Linked DNA regions of Mus musculus: regions 2 and 3 are each linked to region 1. A link is a contact called in public HiChIP or PLAC-seq data. All regions are on one chromosome and are shown on one strand. Each heading gives the region's core, a stretch centred on a gene start, on an enhancer-like site or on the middle of the called end of the contact. The rest is flanking DNA. Distances are from core to core; before and after follow the strand shown. Region 1 holds the start of 3110009E18Rik (RIKEN cDNA 3110009E18 gene). Region 2 has its middle 27 kb from the start of Marco. Region 3 holds the start of Marco (macrophage receptor with collagenous structure).

Evidence for each region. HiChIP or PLAC-seq counts read pairs in DNA pulled down with a chosen protein or histone mark.
Region 2: a contact with region 1 is called in an H3K4me3 HiChIP or PLAC-seq map of bone marrow-derived macrophages, with 2.5 times the contacts expected there. The contact joins the enhancer-like site here to the promoter of 3110009E18Rik in region 1. A contact is called at or near these places in 7 of 39 promoter capture datasets (the 3T3-L1 cell line, embryonic stem cells, hippocampal neurons and 2 more), 1 of 15 datasets of contacts at CTCF or cohesin (embryonic stem cells), 6 of 115 datasets of contacts at active chromatin or transcription factors (the NIH/3T3 cell line, VIP interneurons, bone marrow-derived macrophages and 3 more) and 2 of 9 other capture datasets (embryonic stem cells and liver).
Region 3: a contact with region 1 is called in an H3K4me3 HiChIP or PLAC-seq map of bone marrow-derived macrophages, with 2.7 times the contacts expected there. The contact joins the promoter of Marco here to the promoter of 3110009E18Rik in region 1. A contact is called at or near these places in 2 of 115 datasets of contacts at active chromatin or transcription factors (bone marrow-derived macrophages and pro-B cells).

What each region holds. Positions count from the first base shown.
Region 1 is chr1:120,118,893-120,123,815 of GRCm38.p6, forward strand. It overlaps 3110009E18Rik (RIKEN cDNA 3110009E18 gene), which reads left to right and starts at 2,295. Exons shown (of 6, transcript NM_028439.2): 1 at 2,295-2,325. It overlaps Dbi (diazepam binding inhibitor), which reads right to left and starts at 2,204. Exons shown (of 4, transcript NM_007830.4): 1 at 2,053-2,204; 2 at 1,003-1,120. The coding sequence starts at 2,061.
Region 2 is chr1:120,529,985-120,534,907 of GRCm38.p6, forward strand. No RefSeq gene overlaps it. Among named protein-coding and RNA genes, the nearest start is that of Marco, 27 kb to the left of the region's middle. Within about 2 kb of position 2,332, at least 29 of the 459 cell types and tissues checked have an H3K27ac peak or open chromatin away from gene starts, as enhancers often do. A contact at or near this core is called in bone marrow-derived macrophages, where this site is marked.
Region 3 is chr1:120,501,991-120,506,913 of GRCm38.p6, forward strand. It overlaps Marco (macrophage receptor with collagenous structure), which reads right to left and starts at 3,034. Exons shown (of 17, transcript NM_010766.3): 1 at 2,679-3,034. The coding sequence starts at 2,787.

The sequences.
Region 1 (4,923 bases), core at 1,045-3,544:
CAAGGGTGGATTCCAAGCTAGTCTACTGATGCTTATATTCCAGCAAGTACCAATAGCGTGGCTAGAGGCCAGGCTCTGGGAAAATACTATCTAGCAGAAAGCATCCACAGCTCTCTGTTCCCTTCCCACTGGCTTCTCCTTCCTGGATGTTTATAAGCCCTCAAATCTCTGACCTGCTTGGCTAGCCACTCCAGCTCCAGTGGAATTGGAGGCCATGCTTGGTGGGTGACTGAGGCATACATTTTCTTCTATGCTGTCATGAGTCCTTGCTGGAACACACTGTGTTGCTATCTCAGGCTATAGCCACTGCTCAAGGCACAGAAAAGACAGTATCATAGACTAAGGTAACCCACAGCATAGTTTCAAAAGCTATACCAAGGGGCTGGAGAGACAGGCCAGCCAGTAAAGTACGAGGGTGTGAGTTTGACTCCCGGAACCCATGTGGGAGGGAAACAAATATAAGGCCACGCAGCAGCCTGTGCTTATAACAGTGCTGGAGAGGCAGAGACAGGCTGGCCCATCAACCTACAATACTTGGCAAAAAAGAAAAATCTGCCCAAGATTTTTGGATAGGGAGAAAAGTCACCTGGATAGGGCAGACTTGGGCCAGCAGCACTTCTGCCTTGCCCCAGGGTACCAGATATGATGTATCTGCTCATCTATTCGGCTTGGGAAAGAGGCCAAGCACTCCATGACCCTGTTCATCTGATGGAAACGGGAGGCTCGAGAAAGCGACTGCTGAGCAACAAGGCTGGAGCCTTTGCTGCCTTCAGAGTAGATGCTGAGATAATCAGTAAAGTCCTTGTAAACCCACACTGACTCTGCTCCCAGAGTCACTAAGAGTTTAGGGAGATGGTCTTTGCAGGTGACAATCTCTCAGCTTAAGGTCTCCATACCAATGTTCTGTCATCACAGCCTGCCTCTGGCAGTCGGAAGGCGAAGTTCTCAGACTCCCGGGCTGCCGAGCCAACTTGGCCCGCTCTGATGAGAAGCTGGGCATACCTGTATTTACATCGCCCACAGTAGCTTGTTTGAAGTGACTGTAGATGAACAGCATCTCTTCATCAGTTGGCTGAGTCTTGAGGCGCTTCACCTCCTCAGCGGCTTTGTCAAATTCAGCCTAAGAGTGAGGGAGAGGGAGAGGAACGAGATGTAGGTTGCCTGAGTGGGAGAGGCCCAGGGATGCCTCCCATATTCCCTCTTCTTGCCAGGATTCCCTAAGGCCCACCTGTCCACTCAAGCAGTTACAGCACTGTGTCAAGTGCTGGGAATAGTTTTGGCTCACAGTGGAAGTGCACGCCCTTGAAAATTTTCTTGCCCAACTAACTGCCTGGGCCACCACTGGCCCAGATCCAACAATTGCTGGGGTTCCAGTAAAGCCCGACCTATGATCAGCGGAGATTGACTGGGCAGTAAGGGGAAACGTGGTGTGATCAAAACAGTCGATCAGAGTTCAGGAGAGGAATGCGGTGGAATCCAGTGTCTGGAGCCAGCTGGTCCCTTCCTACAGGGGCCTGGAGTTCAGCGTTGACCTCTGTCCCAGTGCCCAGATTAGGGAGAGGCAAGTGGGAGGAGTCAGAGATCGCCCTACAGGGCTCAGTCCTCGGTAGTGGTCTCCACTGGAGGGAAGGAAAAGGCTTCTGGACCACCTCACCTACTCACATCTCTTCTGTACAGGGGCAGGCCAGGCACAAGACTAAATACCTTCCCCGACCTCCAGGCTCTTCAGCCAGGGCCTGTATGAGTGCCCCTCTATTCCATTCGGTTCTTCCCAGTGTGGGATTCAATCTTCCCTGTCCTTCCTTCCCTCTTACGCCCCATCTTTCTTTCGAGGACCCTGTTCCTGCTTCACCCAGGAGTTCAGCCCACCGGCAACTCTCTGGCAGTTCCGGCGTGGGTGGCAGTTTTACATATCTGCAAGGGAAAAAGTTCCGCTCCCCAGGCTATGAGCTGGGCTCGGATCCCAGAAGAGCTGCGGGATATCTGAGGAAATAGACCCGGCTGTCCCCAAACCCACAGCATCTTCGCAGCCCGGCGGGGCACACGCAGTACCTGAGACATACTGGTGAGGTGATACGGATGCCGAAAGCGCGGGAGCAAGCTCAGAAGCAGCAGCAATCAAGTCACAGAGCGCACCAGCTAGCGCCTTTAAAAGCACAACCCCGGCGTTCCAACTGAGCTCGGGCGAGCGGCAGCAGCCAATCAGAAGTCGGATCTGCTTTCGGGGGCGTGTCCATCCTAGCGGAGCGCTCCAACCCTTCCCGGACCCAAGAGGGAGTTTATTGCGCACGCGCGGGGAGGAGCCGCGGGGCACGTTGGGAGCAGGTGGGACGCGTTTCGTTTTTTTTTTTTTTTCCGTGGGGGAAGGGACGGACGGGACATTCTCCGTCAGGGCAGTTGGGCAGGAGCTAGCAGGCACTGAGAACGCGTGAAATGGGGTGCTGCGGGAGGAGAGCAGAAATCAGTATGATTCTTTCCCTTTAACTCTCATGCGGATTGGAAAGAGGCCGGAAGTTGCATCGCTGGTTGAGTAAATTATCCGACTAGAAAATGGGATGCCCCGACCCCTTTCGGAAAATCCAGGGAAGAATCCCCGGTGCACAGCGCAATGGTGGCCCGCTGGACCAAGTCCATATCTAGGCCTTTTCTTCTGAACTTCTGGCATATTCTTTGACATTGCCCATACTTGTCGGTCCTGCACCCCTAACGCAGTCTTGTGTTCCATCAGTGCTTTATAAAGGCGGAGACAATGTGATATAACAAACTTGCACAAGAAGAGGTGCCCATCGAGCCTTGGTTAAGTGAATAACTTTTCAAATGGTTTTTAAACACGTGACCTGATGCTTGCCGACTCCTAGACCTTGGACACGCAGCAGAGGACAAACAGACGAATCTTTGCTACTTTGCAGCGTCTTATAGTGGGTTCATAGTTGATTTAGTTTAAAAAGTAAAGAGTTGGAAGTTATAACTGATGTGTGTGGAGAGGGGTTGGGGAGAAGATGCTGTTTGAGCGAGTCCTGCAAGTCGGAAGGAGCATTCTAGCAGAAGCAGGAGTAAGCAGGAGTTACTGTGGACACTGAGGTCTTTGAATTCTTAGTCTCATTAGTGAAATAATTTAAAACTGATTCGGAAGGAAGCTTGAGGACAATTATATTAAAAGTTTGAGGTAAAAAACCCACAGGACAGACAAGCTGAAAATGTTGACATCCACTGGGGAGAGGAGACTGGGGAAAAGTTTTGCCTTTTTTTTTTTTTTTTTTTTTTTTGGTTTTTCAAGACAGGGGTTCTCTGTATAGCTCTGGCTGGTCTCGAACTCAGAAATCCGCCTGCCTCTGCCTAAGTTATGCCTTTTAAGCTAGACACGGAGGTCAGAGAAATTGAGAAAACCCAGAGTGTTAGGGAGAACATGCTTAGGAGTGCACAGCAGGTTCAGAGGGTTGAGTTTAGACGGCATTCAAATCCAAGAATATGTGTCCCGGGACAAAAGACTACAGCGGGGCAATGAGGAAGTACAACTAAGTAAAACACGACAGAGCTGCAGAAGTAAGAACGAAGTAAGCTGAATAGGTGATGGCAGAGGTTGTTCATTTTGGGCATGCAGGCAGTCATTCTGATGGAGTCATGGGGTGGGGAGGGGACTTTTCAACAGAGGTGATGGTGCTATAGGGGCCTTGGCTCCATGGGAGAAGGAGGAAGGGCGACAGCACAAGTGGGCGGGAGGATTTAGAGGGCTGAAAGAACTTTCTGGCAATGGATACAAAGGTGAAAGAGAGGGGTGATAGAAAATTCTCTGGAGGTCATTACAAAAGGGAGATAGTCTCTTCTCACTTCCTAATGTGTGGCCAGAGGCCTGGGCCACAGTTTGCCACCCTGTCTACCTGCCCCCTCATCACAGCTGTAGTGGTTTGCAAAGGCAGGGCTAGGGCTGCTGCTCGGTGCTGGAGAGAGTCTGTCTGCCTAGTATATGTGAGATCCTGGGTTCCATTCCCAGCCCCGCAAAAGTAGAAAACTTAAGTCCGAGCCTTCAGATGTCACCAGCAGCTTCGGTCATGTTTTGTGGAGTGTTTGGGAAGGAGAACTTTAATTGCAGGGAACACAGGTAGATTTGTTAGTTTGTAAGTCACTTTGCTTAGAAAGCAAAAGTAACAAAAATGTTGGAGGTGAGTTTGGAGAAATTGCCTGTGAAGTATAAAAAATGTCGATGTTTTCTTTGTCACTTCTGAAAGAGGAAGTGACTCCACAGAGCTTTGACTGGACTCCCATGCGGTCAGTGGATCCGTGGGCATGTTGCCGTTATCTGTATGTAGTCTGTATGTATGTAGTATGCCAGTCTGTATGTAGTTCCAGGTTGAGTTGTTGGTTGCTTGTAGGAATATAACTCACTTTATTAATTCCAGGTAGTGGTTCCAGATGAGGGTACAAAAATTATTTCAAGGAGGTGAGGGACATGCTGAAGGGTGTGGACCCTTGGGAGCTAAGCTCTCTTGAGCCAGAGGGGACAAAAGAAGGTATCCTTGTAGAGTTTCCCAGGCACCGTGTCAGAGAGCCTGAGGCCATGCTTCTCAGCACACCTTGTGCCTCCTTCCCTTGCTGCTCAGCAACTCTTTGTTGGTGTCTCAGCTATGGGAACGTCACTGCTAAGCCTGCCCTTCGTGCTTCTTCCCCAGGGAGCTAGGATGGCATTTGGAGGCCTTAGAAAAACTTGGTCTATTATTCCTTGAGTGCCTTCCATTTGTTTTGGAGACAGTGACTCCGTTGTCCTCGAACTTACCAAGTAAGCAGGCTAGACTGTCTGGGCCGGTGAGCCCCAAGGACCCTTCTTTTTCTGTCTCCCCAGCACAGGTACTGCATGCCACCATGCCTGACTGTTTTTGCATGGTTTGTAGAAATTGAACTCAAAGATTTTCATGCCTGTGTGGCAAG
Region 2 (4,923 bases), core at 1,082-3,581, 410 kb after region 1:
TTAAAGCCCTGAAATGCCTCATGTGTATGGAGAGGCATTCCAGGAATCTCAGTTACTTGCTGAGTGGATTCTTACTGGGGTGGGAGTGGGAGGGTTGAAATTGTAGGTTTTCCAAGGGCTATTCAACTTTCCCCAGGTAGAGGGTGTGGCAGGTCAGGCTCCAGGGATAAAGTCAGAGAAAAGGAATCCCTGCTGGAAAAGGGATTCCTCCATTTTGCACTGAGCTCAGAGGAGCTATTCGGCCATGGTAGATTGAGACCTTAAAGAGAACGGTTTCCCCACAATGTAAATTAATGATTTGGGTAAAAAGAAACAATGTTAAAATGCTGTCAACTGTTCCTACATGAATTTACGAATCTAATGTACATTAAAATAAGTACATTAAAAATACTAACAAAAATGTTTTGCAGGGGTGTGTGTGTGTGTGTGTGTGTGTGTGTGTGTGTGTGTGTGTGTGTGTTTGGACCCTTTTAATAAATTACATTGGGGCGATTGGTCAGCAACCTGTTACAATAGATAAATGAATAAATAAAAAGGCACACAAGTCAGATGTAAAAGAGATGATCTGACTATAGGAATATGAAAGAAATTTCCAACCAGGAACATTGACCACATCAAAGTTCCAGCTAGCCAGATAGGGAGATAGGAAGTTTTGTTTTAAATATGATAAATTAAGAATAAATTTTAAACAAAGCAATGGTTTTCATCTTGACATTTTCAAATAGGTGTGTCATTATACGTTGTCTCAATCCACCCTGCTACGCCATTGTTCTCCTCCCTGGTCCTTGCCTTCCTTTTCCTGGTTTCCTTTCCCCCAAATCATCACCCCTTCTGCTCTCATGACACATGTATTCCATCTCCATTAAGAAAAAAAAAAACATTTTTTGCAAATGACATCTCCACATGTAAAGAGCACAACTAAAAGTAGGAAAATGGACAAAAATGCTTTTTCAGGGTAAAAAAAAAATGAGTCATAAAAGATAGGGCTTCCAGTTTTGAACATGTTGGGATACAAAGAACAAAAAGCTGGCCCAAACATCTGAGTAAAAGACGCCATTCTCATGACTGAGACGCTGGGGGTGGGGGGGAGTGAACATGTAAGAGGTCATTCTCATGACTGAGATGCTGGGCGGTGGGGTGGATAAACATGCAAGAGGCCATTCTCATGACTGAGATGCTGGAGGGGATAAACATGTAAGAGGTCATTCTCATGACTGAGACGCTGGGGGGGGGGGGATAAACATTCAAGAGGCCATTCTCATGACTGAGATGCTGGGGGGGGGAATAAACATGTAAGAGGTCATTCTCATGACTGAGAAGCTGGGGGGGGGGGATAAACATGCAAGAGGCCATTCTCATGACTGAGATGCTGGGGGCGCAGTAAACATGTAAGAGGTCATTCTCATGACTGAGATGCTGGTGTGGGGGATAAACATGCAAGAGGCCATTCTCATGACTGAGATGCTGGGGGGGAATAAACAGGTAAGAGGTCATTCTCATGACTGAGATGCTGGGGGGGGGCGGGGGTCTCTAAACCTCTTTTGATGAGCAATTTGGCCTTATGTCTAAGAAAGCATTTGTGCTATGTTTTTTGATGTGGGTACAAGGACTCTTTTGAAGCAGTGCTCACGACAAGAAGCCTGGACAAACTCTGGCCATCCCCTTAGAGGTCATAAGCAAGCATGGCCTGTTTTCCTGTGGCTCCCAATTACAGCATCATATTGTGCTGGAAATATCCCCACTGGGTCTTCCACTTTGATAATTTTTTTCTGTCTTGCCTTCACCTTTTCCCTCTGCCTCAGTCCAAGACCCTAGCCTGCGAGAAGACTGGCCTTGTCTCAGGCAGGGTCAAGGCTGGTGTAATCTGGAACAGAGAAGTGATTTTCTATTGTAGATTCTCCACCTCAGCTTGGGTCAAAATAAAATCATGGGCTTGGAAACTCCTCACTTGCATAAATAAAAATCTGCAGACTCATGGTTGGGTTTTCATATTTCAAGAGTCAAACTTTAGAAAGAACAGGGGAAGTAGGAGTGGCCTCTCATGGGGCCAGAGGACAATATCCAGGAGCCTCCTCTTCCTCGAGTTTCCCAACTTCTCAATTCTTCAGTAGCCAGCAAGAACCATCCCCGTGCAGTGTGTGTGTGTGTGTGTGTGTGTGTGTGTGTGTGTGTGTGTGTGTGTTTATGTGAGAGACAGAGAGACAGAGAAAGAGAGAGAGATAGAGAGAGAGAGAGCATTGCAATGCCTCCTGGTCTTCTCTAGGGGCTTCTACTCTGGCAAGGAGGCAGGCAACCATGCAGAGTGACTAGACAGTTCAGACAGCCTCTCCAGGGCTCAGAGCAAAGCTAGGTCCATCCATCTCCTCTGGCCTTTACTTCCAGTCATAGTGAGGTGGTCAAAGGAGATCTTCAAATTAAGATAGTAAAGGTAAGGGTGTTTGAGTCAGGGTTCAGAGTAGAGGGGTCAGCATGGGGGATAAGAGTGGGGGGAACAGAATGGGGGTTAAGGATGGGGGCAGTGAGAGGGAGGGGTCAGAGTGAGATGGTTTCACCATGACGATAAAAACGGTAGCTCTCCTCTTTAGGGATCTCCCTTGTGAGTTCCAGAGCATTAGTGGATGCTGATGGGGACTGTCCCTGAGGTTTGTGGGCACGCTGTGGCTACAGCCTGTGAGCCAGGCACATCAGCAGGAAAGATGTATGCAAACCCACCTCACAGAGGAACAGGGGCTCAGAGAGAAAGCAGAAGCTGCTGAGGCTTCAGAACTCAGCTGCTGCTCAGTCCGCAAAGCTCATCATGATGTCATGGGCCACAGAAGGCGGTGGGCAAGCCTGGTGGAACAACCAGGCCTGTCACTGTCCTCTTGAGGCAGGAGAGGAACACAGGGGAAAGTCATGGGGACACGGGAAAGGAAAAGGCCACCCTGGGCTTCACTTGCTCCTTCCTGCTGAGGAAGTCAGGGGGCTTTGGACACCGCTGATAATGTCCAAATTGCCGACTGAGACAGCACATGTTGTCCTAAAGACCTCACCACCAAAGATCATAAAACCTGTGTTTATCTGTGACCTCAAATGGCCTAGTAATGCTGAGGATCCTCTCACCCGACATCTAAGAAAACCCTTCAGAAAACCAGCTTGCAACTTTTTATAACAAGAAAATTCTTTTACTTCCCACTTCCCTCTGAGCAATGTTAAGGGTGCTTTTTATCAGGGTTAGAGCTTTAACTCGGGAGCCCTCAAACCCTATACACACCCACAGTGAGAAACAGCTCACAACTACTCATCTTTGAAAGCCTGAACCCATGCTCTCTGACTCTCTTCTGCCCCTGAACACCTTTCTTCCTATTTTTAAATATATTTTACTTAAAATAGAGTTAAATCACTCCCCTGTCCCTTTATATTCAAGAAACAGCAACTCAGGCTGGTGAGATGGCTCAGTGGGTAAAAGTGATGCATACAGCCTGACAACTTAAGTTCCATGCCTGGGATTCACCAGGTGACAGTGGGAACTGATTCCCAAAAGTTATCCTCTGTCCTCTCCATGTGCCACTGGCACACCTGTGCCTGCACTCTCACACACACAATAAACGAATGGACTCCAACACTGCTTCTCACTAGCCTGTCCTTGAATTCTTTTCCTCACAAAAGCAGGGCCCTAAGAGAAAAGGGACTCTCCCAGTACTAGTGACAGAGTTGCTGCTTTTCTGTCCCTATCTCTGCTGACACTCTTGGCTAGAAAGACACAAACTCCCCCAGGCCCTTCCCATGTTTAGGAACATTTCGACAAGATGTCCGTTCCATGCCCTGTGCACATGGTCACATTCTCCAAGGCACCATCTCCACCTTCCCGATTTCCTTTCTTGGTACATAGAGCAGGAAGCCAGCAACACCAGGTGCGGGACACGAATGATGCCAGCTGCAGGTCCTCGGCCCAGAGCCTGCATTGTCCATGATGCTGACTGAAAGTCTGTTTTAGAATGGCGTTCTTACTTCCTCATCTTTTCCGGTTTTGGATCCTTGACACCATCTGTGGTTCTGCACAAACATGCAACTATTTTGTGGAACAAGGGAAAAGACTGAGAGAGAAAAAGACCAGAGTGAAGCCAAGCAGTGACAGGGAGTTGTTGACAGCCAATGATGGTGTGGCATGTTGACACAAACTTCCTCCTTGAGTAACACCTGATGTCAGTGTGTATGTCACTCAAAGCCTTCAGGTACCCGATGTCCCTGGCTGATGCAGGCCAGGTCAGTGATTTGTCTCTTGTCTAAGTATATGACTACACCTGTATGCATGAGCACAGGTCCAGAAGAGGTGACCAGTGTCCTTGTTGGCTACTCTATACCAGTTCCCCTGAGGCAGGCTCTCTCTGTCTTTTTAGCTAGACTGGAAGCCAGAGGCCCTAGGGATTGTTCAGTGCGCTCCTTATTCTTAGTTATTGGCTTGACTAAGTCTGGAATTAACTGAAACCCGAGCAGCTGGGTAGACCTGTGAGGGGGTTTTCCTAATGAAATCATTTCAAGTAGGAAGACCCACCTTTAACCTGAATCTTTTGATGTGAGAAGATCCACCTTTAATATGGACCACACCTGCTGGCAGTCTGTATAAAAGACACAGATGAAGGAAGCTCTGTCTTTGTCTGCTTGGCTTTACTCTGAATCCAGTGCATTCCTTCAGCACCGTGAGAGCCTACTTCTTCAGGATCCCGGCATATAATAAAGACAGCCGAGGCATCCAGCCTCGTGGAGTGGATGGCGACTGGATTCTTGGAGCTTCTGTTGGTAGACTGCTGTTGTTGAACTAGCTGGACCATAGCCTATAAGCCACTTTAATAAACACACACACACACACACACACACACACACACACACACACACACACAATTATTTCTGTTCCCCTAGAGAACCTTGACTAATACATCCTGT
Region 3 (4,923 bases), core at 1,784-4,283, 380 kb after region 1:
TAGTCCCAGCACTTGGGAGGCAGAGGCAGGAGGATCTCTGTGGTTTTGAGGGTAGCCTGGTCTACATAGTTTGAGGACAGTCAGTACTACATAGTGAGGCAGAGAAGGAGAGGGTTGGGGAGAGGGAGGGAAGGAAAGAGGGATGGAGGGAGAAAGGGAGGAAAGGAGCGAGAGAAAGAGAGTGGGGGGACTTTGGGGTGAAGATGTCAGGATAAGTCTTCAAATTAACTTTGATTATCTTTATAGCAAGAAGAAGGGACACCTGGGGGGGGGTGCTGGAGGTCAAAGGAGAGCATTATGACAAAGAATGGCAAGGCCTTAACCTTTCTATTATCATTTGGGTGGTGGTGCTGGAGACGAGGGAGGTGGCTTGGCTGGTAAAGCACTTGCTGTGCAAGTCTGAGGACGTGAGTTCAGATCCCAACCTAAAACAGGATAGTGTAACAGATGCCTGTAATCCCACAACCCTGTAACCCCAGAATCCTCTGAAAGTCTCTTACCAGCGAGTGTGGGGAACACAGTGGAAAACAAAAATCCTGCCTCAAACAGAACAGAAGGCAGGGGACCAAAACCACTCAAAACATACACAGTATTTTAAAGTGTGTGTGTGTGTGTGTGTGTGTGTGTATGATGTCCTTGCTTTGTGTGTGTGTGTTCCTGTTTGTAGGATATATGCATGCATAAGGATGCAAATGTATGTGCAGGCAGGAGCTGACATCAAGTATCTTCCTCAATTGATCTTGGTCTTATTTTCTGACATAAGGTCTCTCACTGAACACAGAATTTACCAGTTAACTAGATAAGCTCTCCACAACTCTCATTTTGCTTCTTTACAGCTAGCTACTGCCTTCGTTGTCTCTTGCTGCAGAGCACCCTGGCTCTCACCTACTCTCTCCACCAGTTTCTCTACCTACCAGAGTGAGCAACCTCAGCTACAGACCAGAGCACTCAACCTCCAGCCTCCCCACTAACCTCAGGATGGGATTCAAAACCTTCACCCCACCCTCAATTCTACTGATTATTCCTCCCAGTTCTGAAGGACAGCATGAGCTACATCTGTGTGTGTGTGTGTGTGTGTGTGTGTGTGTGTGTGTGTGTGAGAGAGAGAGAGAGAGAGAGAGAGAGAGAGAGAGAGACCGGGACATGTGTCACCCCTCCCCTCCACCCACTGTCTCATTTTTGTTCCTAGCTCAGCTCCTTCCATCCTATCAACATTAGAAGGGGCATAACCTCTGACCTCAGGCTCCACCCCTGGTTACATCCATGATGTCCTGTGAAATTTTCAGCCTCAGCCAGTGATACCTTGTTTAGTTTGAGTTTGAGCTCCAGAACTCATGTGAAAAAGCCAGGCACAGAGGCGGCAGACCTGTCTTCGTGGTTAACAGCACTGACTGCACTATCAGAAGTCCCGAATTTGTGTCCCAGCGCCCACATTGGGTGGCTCAACTCCCTCTAACTCCAGCTGATCACTGCAAAAGATGATTCCCATAGATTGCTCTAGAAAGGGAAATCAGAGCTCTCCAATGTCGAACAAGTCCACCCCTGACTTTAAATGCTACAAATTCCTGAAGATGCAAAAGATACATCACTTATACAATACTAAGAGAGTAAAAGACAGTTTTCCAGGGCCAGTAAAATAGCTCAGTGGGTAGAAGCACGTTCCATCAAGCCTAGCCAGCTGGGAATTCAATCCCAGAATTTCACAGGGTAGAAAGAGAGGACTGATTCCTAAAGTTGTTCTGCTTTCCACTCATGCACTGACACACGCATGTGCGCGCGTGCGTGTGCACACACACACTTGTAATCAATTTTTAAAAATATTTGAAGGTTGTTCTCCATCTGAGTCAGACTGCTAAAGAAGCCAGAGAAGCTAGAGCCTATCTTAGCTGACATTCCTGGCCATCGGTTTAGCCAGTCAGTGAGCCCCAGGTGCAATGAGAGAGAAAAAGAGAGAGAGAAAGAAGAGTGACACGGAGAGACAGAGAGACAGTGAGAGAGACAGAGACACTGAGACAGAGAAAGACAGAGACAGAGAGACAGAGAGAGCAAGATGAAGAGTGTGCTCTTAGGTCAACACAGAGTAAAGGGCTTCTAGCCAAATATATAGACAGCTCTGGTTTCAGTGCTGTGGACTTTCCTTTTGAAACAACTTTACAGAGCCCAGGTGAGCCCCTAAGTTGCCGAATAGCCAAAGCTGGCTTGGCACTCCTCATCCCTCCTCCCCTCCCTCCCACAGCTGAGGTCACGGGCATGTATCACCTGTTTATGCTCTGCCGCAGACTGAACCCTGCATGCTCCAAAGCCCTCTACCGTGTGGGCTGGCTCTCAGGCCCTCAGGGACTTCTTCACAGAGTTTGCTTTGTATTTTCATCTCAATGCACACTGCATTGTGTCCTCATAAGATGTTCATTAATGAAGGGTCATTCCTTAACAAGCACCAGACAATGGAAAGTGTTTCAAAAGGACCAGATTGTAAGCAAAAATTGACTCGAGACCAAGGGCACAGCATCTGTGGTCAGCTTTCCAGAAAGTCCAGATGGACAGAGTCTAGCAAGTGAGAGTCAGGGAGGAAATGCACCAGGGTACCAACCTACCCCTCCTTTGCTCTTGCCTCTTCTTGCTTCCCACCAACAGACTAAGTTTCTGGGCAACTGCATTACAAGGGAGTCATACTTTACCATTGATTTCGAAGGTCTCCATCACAGGGAACATAGCTTGGTCAAAATCGGCTCTGTCTTCTGTGCTGCCCAAGAAGTCTTCCTCTTTGAGGAGTTCTTTACTTCCCATTGCTAAGCTTTATAGGTGGCCAAAGCCCTGGAGCCAGCAGAAACTCTCCCCTAGGAGGAAGCAGGGCTCCCATTTAACTGCGGCAGCTAGCTGGAGATGCATACAACTTCCCTTTGGCAATGATTTTTCAATTTGCACAATGTTTCCTGGCTGTGGGGACCCGGCTGCTCCTTAGTGTAGAACTGATTTTTGCTTAAATATCAGGCTGTTCACATGTGAAACTGTTGTGTGGGGAAGCTGCCTGTTATGGGGAATTGAAGAAGTTTGGGAAAGACCCTCCATGTCCCCAGGCCCTTAGGTGACACTGAAATGGGCATTTTGTCTTCCTTCTTTATGTTTTCTCAATCCCTGCATCCATCCAGATCCAGTTAGCTACCCCAGGAAATCTTCCTCTGACCCACTTCAGGCTGAGTTCATCTATAGACATGGCCTGGAAGCCCAGGTCCCACCCACACAGACCAAATCCAAACCTATAGTTTAATAAGGTCCCTTTGTGATTTAGAGTATATTAAAGCTTAGGAAGTAGGCTAGGAAGATTAAAGTGCACATCAGGCAAGCATAACAACATGGGTTCAAATCTCCAGACCCTACTGAAAACCATAATGACAGCAGTGAAAACCAGGTGTCGTTGTAACGTCTGTCATTGCAGAAATGGTGGGACAGGGACAGGTATCCCTGAAGTTCCCATTGGTCTAGCCACATCAGTGAGCCTCAGGTGCAAATAGAGAGGTGGGGAGGGAGGGAGGCAGGGAAGGAGGAGGGAGAGAGAGAGACAGAGAGACAGAGAGCAAGAGACAGAGACTGAGAGAGAGAGAGAGAGAGAGAGAGAGAGATCATACTTTAAACAGTATGATGGAAGGCTAGAGAGATGGCTCAGTAGATAAAGGCCCTTGTAGCCAAACCTGGCAATTTGAACTTGATTTCTATGATCCACATGGTGAGAAGAGAAAACTGACTCCCACAAGTATCTTCTAGCCTCCACATACCGGTATACACACCATCACACATGTGCACATATATATACAGCACACACAATTAAAATTCAAATACTTTCACAATCACTCTGGAGGTGCCTCTTTGCAGCATACCAGTAAGCTTTCCAAACAACACTCGTGTGTGTGTGTGTGTGTGTGTGTGTGTGTGTGTACATGCATGTTGACTGCAGCCCAGTGAGGCCTAAGCTCATTCCTTTTGTCCCTGTTGAACCTGTGGCAGGTCATGATGATTAAAATGCAGATTCAAAGGGTACAAAGTTTGGTGCAACTCATATCTGGTCCTCATGGCAGCTGTGGGATGGTAGAACCGTCATTCAAGCTGTGCTTTCCTCCCTTTACACATTTGTATCATAAGGGGGTCAACGGTAACTGTTGTATTACTGAATATGGTCACACGAGCTCAGAGCTGGGCAGTAAGGATGGGCTTCTGCTATCAGGAACAGCTGATCTGATGAAGATGTTTGTTGTGTCCAGCCAGCTGTTCACATGTCTAGGTTCTGTTCTGAGAAGGCATTTTGGAATCTGGAAGAGAAGAGGGAGCTAAGCGGAGTGAGAGAAATATGAAACCAAGACAGTCATTCTGATCAAGGTTCAATTATAATGTCAGCAAACACACTTTATAAAGAAGAGGGGAGGCCCATCTCTAGCCATGCAAAGTTTCTTTGTGTGGGGAGCGGGTGTGGCGGCAGTCCCAAAGGCGCCAGGGACTGCAGCTAAGTCATATGACTTGCACCTGACTTCCTCATATAAGACACAAACATCTTGAGAGCTGCGCAGGTGCACCAGGATACCGGTGAATCCAATTTGATGGAGATATGCCCCTGCTGCCCTGATTAGCTGAGGCTGCGTGCCTGGTGAGGCGGCGTGGCCTGCTGTGCGTGGATGAGAGAGTATAAAAGGAGTGAGAGGCCCAGGGTTCGGGGGAGATATAAAAACAAGGGAGATATATAAACAAGGGAGATATAAACAAGGGAGATATAAACAAGAAGAAACAGGACTGAATAAACGTGTGCAGAAGGATCCTGTTGCAGCATCGTTCTTCCTGGCTAGTTGAGTGCGCGCAACATCTTTGAAGTAGATAGGTCAGCCTTTTAGTGGGAACTCTCGAAGATCATCGAAGATCATCACAGTTCCGGTGTTA